Regions from separate parts of the Drosophila melanogaster genome. Here region 1 is linked to region 2. A link is a contact called in public Hi-C data. All regions are on one chromosome and are shown on one strand. The core of a region is the stretch at or near the end of the contact, and the rest is flanking DNA. Distances in the headings are between cores, read along the strand shown. Region 1 overlaps kuz (kuzbanian). Region 2 overlaps B4 (B4,).

Evidence for each region. A called contact is a pair of places that touch in the nucleus more often than the background predicts.
Region 1: a Hi-C map of the Kc167 cell line shows a contact between it and region 2, with 1.9 times the contacts expected there. A contact is called at or near these places in 5 of 107 Hi-C or Micro-C datasets (the Clone 8 cell line, the D17-c3 cell line, the Kc167 cell line and 2 more) and 2 of 7 datasets of targeted methods (both in the Kc167 cell line).

Annotation. Positions count from the first base shown.
Region 1 is chr2L:13,613,913-13,618,031 of dm6, reverse strand. The region is part of intron 5 of kuz (kuzbanian); the gene reads right to left. Among named protein-coding and RNA genes, the nearest start is that of mir-2489, 6.0 kb to the right of the region's middle.
Region 2 is chr2L:13,512,674-13,516,717 of dm6, reverse strand. B4 (B4,) reads left to right here. Exons shown (of 7, transcript NM_001273516.1): 4 at 3,245-3,758. The coding sequence starts at 3,425. Among named protein-coding and RNA genes, the nearest start is that of CG33640, 13 kb to the left of the region's middle.

The DNA.
Region 1 (4,119 bases), core at 1,047-3,546, 100 kb before region 2:
CACCTTTTCATTTGCCCAAAACATTTATTAAATTTTAAAATCTAATTTAAATTTTCACGCCACATAGACTGAGCAGCAACAGCAACACGAACAACAACTGTGCATAACATCAAACAAAAGGGGTACGAGCAACTAAACCAAACGAAGTGTATCACAAGAAGCCATCGCGAGGAGAATGAGTCAGACTGACGACTCGGATGCTAAAAGAGGGCAGAGGGCATCCATAGAAGCGACATTATGGATAAATCCGGAGTGGTGGAGGGTAGTCATCCTGATGAGTCGAGGGCAGCAGCACGGAACTGAACATAGCAGCATGGAATGCATACTAAGTGTGATATTAAAGAGGGCTTTGCAACAAAGATTAGTTTAATAGAGCTTAGCCAAATACATTTGGGTAATTAAACAAGTTTAAGGTTTTTAAAAATAAACCAAAAAGTCTTAAATATAATTTGCAAGAGCTCAGCTTCACTTGATTCTGACTGACAATACAAAATACAAAACTCCGTCCGTGTTTAAGGACAAAAACACGAGGCATGAGTTTGACCAAACATGAAATATGAAAAGTTGCCATGTTGCATATCAGCGATTCATTATGCTGGGACAAATGTCAATTAAAAGTAAAGCGTAAAAATAATAAACACTGTGTACACTGGACATTGTCATTTCAGAGGTGGTGGTGGTGTGGTGCTCATAAAAACGGTTCGGCGTGCTTATAAAAAGTAAAAGACCCACCCCCACCAAACATTATTTTTTGCCGGCGGTATGAGGTGGGGCATAAAAAGTTAGTCATGCGAGATTTTTGGTAGTTGTCGTTGTCGCCGGTTGTTGTCCGCCGCCATTCTGCGTTGGTCAGCTCTGCGAAACCCCATAAAACTGCACAACTTCAATTAATTTTCACATATGGCGATATGGTGGGTGGTGGACTGTGAGTTGAGGAGGTGGTGGGGGAACAATGTGCCACGCACATGGGCCAGCGGTCAACGGCAGTAGCAGCTGACTGTGAACCCAGTTCAGTGAATTCAATTAACCGCAATTTCCATACCAGCGATGCGGGGAGCGGGGTGTGCCCGCTCCTCTATCAAATGCAATTGTTGTGCGGTTGGCAAACAACAATTTTCAGACAACTGACAAAAAACATAAAAGATAGAAGTACAAAAGTTTGCAGAGTACAAATTTTTCTCATGTCAGCTAAAAAAAAAAAAACAAAGCATTAAACAAAATGTGAGCACTCATACATAACGACTCTGAAGTATGAAAATAATTAAAATTTAATATGCATTCTGTACAGTTGAAAAATAAAACATATGAATGTTTATCTGACAGTTTTTACATTCGGCTCTTGTTGCCTTTCGTAATTTGTCACTTCTAATTGCAATTTGTGTGTGTCTGAATCTGTATCCGTATCTGCGTTTGTATCTGTATCTGTGTGCACTTGATTTTTGTTGACTTTCGCATTGTAATTATGCGGTCAGATTTGAATTGAGATTCAGCAGCAACTAACGATGCAGATGACCCATTTCTGGTGAGCTGCTTTGTAATTAGCTCGTCCAGTTCAGTTGCCGCCCTTTCAGTGTAATAGACAGGAAACCGACTGCGATTGCTGGCTAGTTGATTTGCATGCTCGAAATCGTATTTGATTGGAAATGTTCGTTGCACATTCCATTGCCAATTGAGGAGTAGGGGCAGCATTATTATGGTTAAATTATAAGCGGATCTTATGTTGTAGAAAGGAGGGAAGTGGCTTGTTAATCGGAATTTGGCATGAGGGAAATGAACTCCAGGACGGCTTCTTCATTGGAAAATTCTAAACCCCCTACCACACAGTACTAGCAGTAATAAAATATTTAGCAATCACTACATACTAGATGGTATGGTGGCATGTTACATAATTGGGTTTATGCGGCATAGTTACAATACTGTTTGAAAATGTAAGGTACTTGGGTTTTAATTCATATGATTAATTAAAGTAAATTGCAGTAAACACCCTGTATTTATATGAAATAAGAATGAGTCAGAGCACTAAATATCTCCAACTTGATAAAGCAACTACAAAATAAAAGACAGTCTGTGAACATTGTGCTGCAGCAACACCCGTTCTAACAAACAACTGCTGACCGCAGAGACTGAAAAATTGCGGGCGACTTTGTCGGTGACCGCGAGTTGAATGACCAACGGTAACTTAATAGAAGTTGACACATGTCGCCACGCATGCAAAATGGATTCATCCAACCGCAGCCGGGCGGGCAGCAGATTGGAAGGGGTCATCCACCCACTCCGCTGGAGCAGATCCACCGCTCTGACTGTGACCACTGGCGCACAATCGCAATCACAGGGCGAGGCCATTGTGCTCAAACGCATTTGATTTCAATATCCATCTGCCCCTTTCATGGCCACTTCAGCCGGCAGCGTTGCCAATTAACATGGCCGTCGGTTGCCTTCTGTGCTGCAGTCTGACTCCAATCCGATTTGTTAAAAAAAAAATAAGAACGACGTAGAAAGCGCTAGAGTCTAGACTAGTTGTGTTATGAGACCATAAGATACCCTGTATTTATGTGCAACCGAGTCCAGGGTTTAAGTAATAGTTAAATGTATAAATAACATAATATCATATATAATATAATATAATATAATATAATATAATATACTAAGTGAATATACAAACACCCCAAAATACCCCACACTCCAAGAGTATCAAAAGAACTACACAAAAAACGAAAAATTGAGGAAAATAGAACTTCCGGCTATGACTGTCGCATGTCAATTTGGACACAGTTCTTTTTTTTTTTTTTTTGGTGAATGTTATCCATTGCTCCCTTATCACAAGAACTATGTGGCAAGGCCGGTAGGGAGGCGGGTGAAGTTGCTTGTGCAACGTAGCATGAAATTTGTTTGTTTACAATTGCAAACTCCACTCCATGCTGCTGTGCAAAGCGCCTCCTTCCATTGGCTTTCGTTGCCGCTGCTATCAAATACCGGAAATTATTGTATGTTATGCCAACGTCAACATTGCCCCCGCGGCATCATCGTTATCGAAACGCGGCGTAAATCCTGTATTTATGTATTTTTGGCTGCTTATTTCATGCATCGTTGACTGATACATATTCATAGCAACACGATCCAGCACAGCACTGTATAAAATTGTATTCAATTACTCAGCCAGTTTTCGTTGGAATTTTGTTGCACGAAATATCTTCAAAATTTAAAAGGATAAGTTGTTCGCCCTTAGAACGGCACAAGAATGAAAGCAAAACTAATGAATAGAACTTTTTGCCTTCCAACTTTCAGATTCTGTAATGGTTGCTCATTTATCAAAGAAATAAAAGAACAACAGCAGCTCATTAAGCGCTAAGCTATGTAGTTAAAAATTCCGATTTATTTAAAGTTTCAACAGCCGCAATTACTGCTAATTTTTTTTTTGTGCCAAAGCCCAGTTTTAAACAATATGAAATGGATCGAGTTGAAAACATCTGCGTGTCAATGACATTTATGCGCCAATAAGTTCGCAGTTCAGCAAAAGTTAATGGGCATCCTGGCCAAAACGAAGGAGTGAGTCGAGTGCGGGGCAGCTGTTGTGCGATAGAGGCATTTTTCTATAAATTTGCATAGTGTTATAGCAAGTGCAATCAAATAGTCGTAAATAAATGTGAGCCGCATTGCATTTATGGCAGTTGCAGCGACTGCACATAAAGTTCCCACAGCCATGGTCAATGCACTCGAGAGCCCGAAGGATAACCGGAAAACTGGGTGGGGGAGGGGGTGGGGTAGTGCCATGAAATGGAAAGAGGGGTTTGCAGGATGTGAGGGAGATCCTGTCGAGGAGTACTATATAAGGAGCAACAGTGACGCCAGCAAACAATGTGCCACTCGAGCTGCTTTCTGTTTTGCTGTGCAAAAATTATATTACAACATTGTGTATAAATTGTGATTTCCAGGCAACAGCAGCTAAGGCAGTATTCAAGAACACATTGCACTTGGATGCACTGAAAGAAAATTGAAGATTAATTGAAGTTTTAGATAAACCAGATTTATTTCCTTGTAAGATTACTTATTCTCTGTCCTTAGAATGCATATTAGGGACAATTTTTAAGTTTCAGTCACAGAAGTTTTTATCTTCATACC
Region 2 (4,044 bases), core at 1,173-3,672:
AGTCCGATGGTGTCGCCTATCTTAAATATATGACGAAGGGGGCGAGTGGAGTCGGTGGAGGCGTGGTCAGAGGCGTTTTTTGCACCATCGCCCCCAAAAGTCTGCAGTCTCCTAACTGCAGGCTAACCGAAACCCAACTAACCGGTGATTGTTCATTTGGTATCGATGAGGAGCAGTGCCTTCACCGCATTCCATGCGGCTGAAAAGCGTAGAACGGCCATGAATTTTGCATTTTCAGTTCGCCCGTATTTTTAGCTGGGTCCGTCCACTGTGTGCTGTGTTGTGCTGGGCAGGCAGGCAGGCAGGTCTGTGATTCATCAAAAGTGCGACGACAGCTGACAGGCCGACAGCTACGCATAGAAATGAATTATACAAAAAGTGGGCAGACAATGGGCCAACACCCCCCTTGGGGAAACACCTGAGGTGGTGGCTAGAAAGACGCGAACTTCGTGCGATTATTTTTTATTAGTTGATCCCGCAAACCAGTTGACAAAAGCCAACGAACGGCGGCCAGAAGAAAAGACTGGGAAGTAAATTAATCAAATTGAACGAAAGTCGTATGCTCTTATAATATATTAGTTCAATATCTAATCAGAGAATTTAAACTGAAGGTATTAAATGACGATCATATGGATGAGTTCCTATGACTAAACATAGTTAAAAGTTTGTTATCTAAATGGTCTTAAAACTAGATCAGTGCTATTAACCACATCTACGTCATATCTAAATGTATTATATATATATATAGATAAAAAAAATATAACATTTATGCAACATCTTATTATCTTATCATGAAAGTCTTTGTGTTGGTCATGTGGTTGCATTCCGCTCTTTGATCTTTATGCATTAGTTCATTACCAACCCATTTCCTTATATTCACACGATTACATCAGTTCTATACGGCAATTATTATTATATTATTTAAGTCGCCGATAAGATGCATTCAAGGTTGAATCTAAAGTATAATGTACATGCAGTTATTCCGATTCAGAAATCGCCCACGCCTTAAACGAGTCGAGGCCTGAATACTCTTATATCTCTAAGAATTTAATCGACAGATTTGTACACATCATAAATCATATGTATGTGCATATATCACTAAGAGGTAACAGCTGGTGCTTAGACTATTCTCCCAAGTGTTTTGAAACACAAGTGTTCCGAAAGGAGGGAAAAAACATGATGAACACTCCGGATACAAAAGAGTCCACACACATTTTATTTTATAGCATATGCACATCTGCTTCCGACTATAAGTACTTTTATACTGTACGTATATATATACATACATATGTACATACATATGTGCTTACAAACATATGTACAGAATTTTGCAGATCGTTCAACTCAATTTTGATAGTTTCAATAGAAAAGCTTGGCATAGCAACCCCGAAAAATCATACATTGTATGTAGATCGTTTGTTATGCCTCGTCATGCTTACGAAATTACACTGAACAAGTTTTCCATTTTACTAAAAATATGTATTCAATTTGTTAAAATGAGGGATTTTTTAAAAACATCTTTTTTTATGAAGTATGTTTTTATGACTCACTCACTTTGGAAGCTTAGAACATAATCTCTGGAGCTCTTGAGCTGAATAGAATATCATCCTTTTAGTGAGACAATTGTGAAATTGTCTGCGGTGTATAGCCACATGCTGAAACGTTTGCAACACTGTTTTTAGGTTTTTTGGCTTGATGCCTTCTGGCATTTAATTCCCCCGGTCGAATGGTTTGCCAACATTATGACAAAGTTATGATACTCTTTCCTGGGAAAGTACATAAAAAGAGCCAGGCCACCACGAAAGGAAAACAAAGCAGCAAATAAAGCAAAACACCAACAAATACCAAAAAACGTGCTGAACAATGAGTGCTACGAGTGGGGAAACAGTGGTGGGGTTTGTGGGGGTTTCGGATTGATTCCCAGTAAAAATCAATACCGATCTATGTATGTACATACATATGTATTTAGCTACCACACATTGCATAAACTGCAATATCTTTATATACAAATATTTATATTTGACCACTTAATAGCAATTTATTAAAGTGTGATCGATTGTTGATAAACTGATTAACTTTGAATCGTTCTGCGCATCCCCAAATTAAATTATCTATGGGTGCCCATGCGAGTTTAAAGACGGCACCCTCCCTCGCTAGCCCCATCTCTTTCGCTCCGCTATCCATCTCGCTCGCTCTTCTAACAATCGCACCGATTACGCTGTCGCATAACGTTTGAAGATGACGCGCGGTTGTTGTTTTTGCTGCCAACGCCAGACGAACTGGCTCTGCTTTCTACGCTGTTGCACGAGTAGTGGGTGGTGGCTGGGGGGCGGCGAAGTGGGCGGCGGGCGGTCGACAATCGAAAAGGTGCGGCGACATTGAACAAGCCAAGGAACGAACGGGCGAGTGAGCGAGCGAGGGAGCGAGAGAGCCAAGTTTCTGATAACGTCGTCATCGTCATCGCAATTTTAATTTATGCACAACACACGCACATCCATCTCACACACACAGGCACACAGCAACCATCTCAATTACGATGGAGATTTTTTTTTTTTGCTAAAGCTCAACATCTTTTTACACATTTTGCAATTGTTGTTGTTACGCTTGGATTTGGGGTATATGAACTCTGCGAAAAGGTTTGCACAGCTGCTAATTTAGTTGATCATTTGATTAGGGCAACAATAAAAAGAAACTTAAACGCATAAATATTAGAATAGAAAAGATTAACTACAAAATTCGTGAAACTAAAACTAAAGTAAATTTATACAAATCAATTAAAGTGAATATCTTTGAAAAATAGCTTTCTAGGAAGCACTATATCTTATTTTAATTTGTCATCCAGTAGCCTTTTGTGAAATAAGAAATTGTTCACGGTAATGTTCATTCTTCTGAAATACGGATGATTCAGAAATGCATAAACTAAAACTGGGGGTGACACAACTCCCCGATATAAGGTACTCTACTATGCCCAAACCACACTCAATAAATAAGTAGGTAGTCTAATAATAAGGCAAAAATATTTGCCAAACAAAATTGAGCAGCTCGGCAAATATTATTTTGCCGATAATTGTGAGAGTGTGCAGCTGTCAGATTGAGGCCACTGTGCGAATTCGAGTTGCGCTGGCCGCGACGCCACTTATGTAAACGCTGCCCACTGTGCGCGCATTTTGTGCTCTCCGTTGTTTTTCTCTCACGCTTTTCTCTCTCTCTCTCTTCCTCTCTCTCTGTGGCTCTCTCGTTACAGCAGCAGCAGCAACGATCGAGGAGGGCGCCGCTGCAGTCGGACAAGTCTGCTCAGTTGGTCGCTGAAAATCGGCATCGCGAGACGTACCGAGTTGGAATACATTCGTTTCGACGGCGGCGACGCGTCCGCTCGTTGCAGTGGCGCATTCATTTTTTTTTTTCGGTTTGATTGATTGCGATTATGAACGAGACCTTAAAGCTGTCCGGACTCGGAATGCAGCGCACCAATATCGAGCTCGAGCGGCAGAGGCACCTGGCCAACTGGCTGATGAACAGTAGACCGCACATGCCCGGCGGACCAGCAGCAGCAACAACAACATCAGCGGCAGCAGCAACAACACCCACTGCATCAGCCACAAAGGGCGCAACAACAACAACAGCTACAACTACAAATCCTGGCTCCACAGTGGGTGGAGCAGGCGCTGGCCCAGTGGGCGGCAACGGGGTCGCAACAGCAGCAGCAGCGGGCGCACCCAGCAACAGCGTCGCAGCTGCAGCAGCAGCTGCATGTAACGGTAAGCTTAGCGCGAAGAGTGGAAGTGGGTGCGGAGGAGGGGTGGTGGGGAAGGTTGACAAGGCACGCGCTTCAAGCGAGCGTGAGAGAGAGAGAGGAGAGAGCGGGAGAGCGCAATGGGTAATTGTTTGCTCAATGACGTCGCCTTTGCTTTTATTTTGTAAATGCTCTGCATTTAGGGTATGGTAATTCAGATCATCCTTATATACACTTAATAATCCTGCGAAGGGAATTGAATGTACTAAAAAGATAAGACCTAATACACTCAAAAAATGATTAAACTGAAG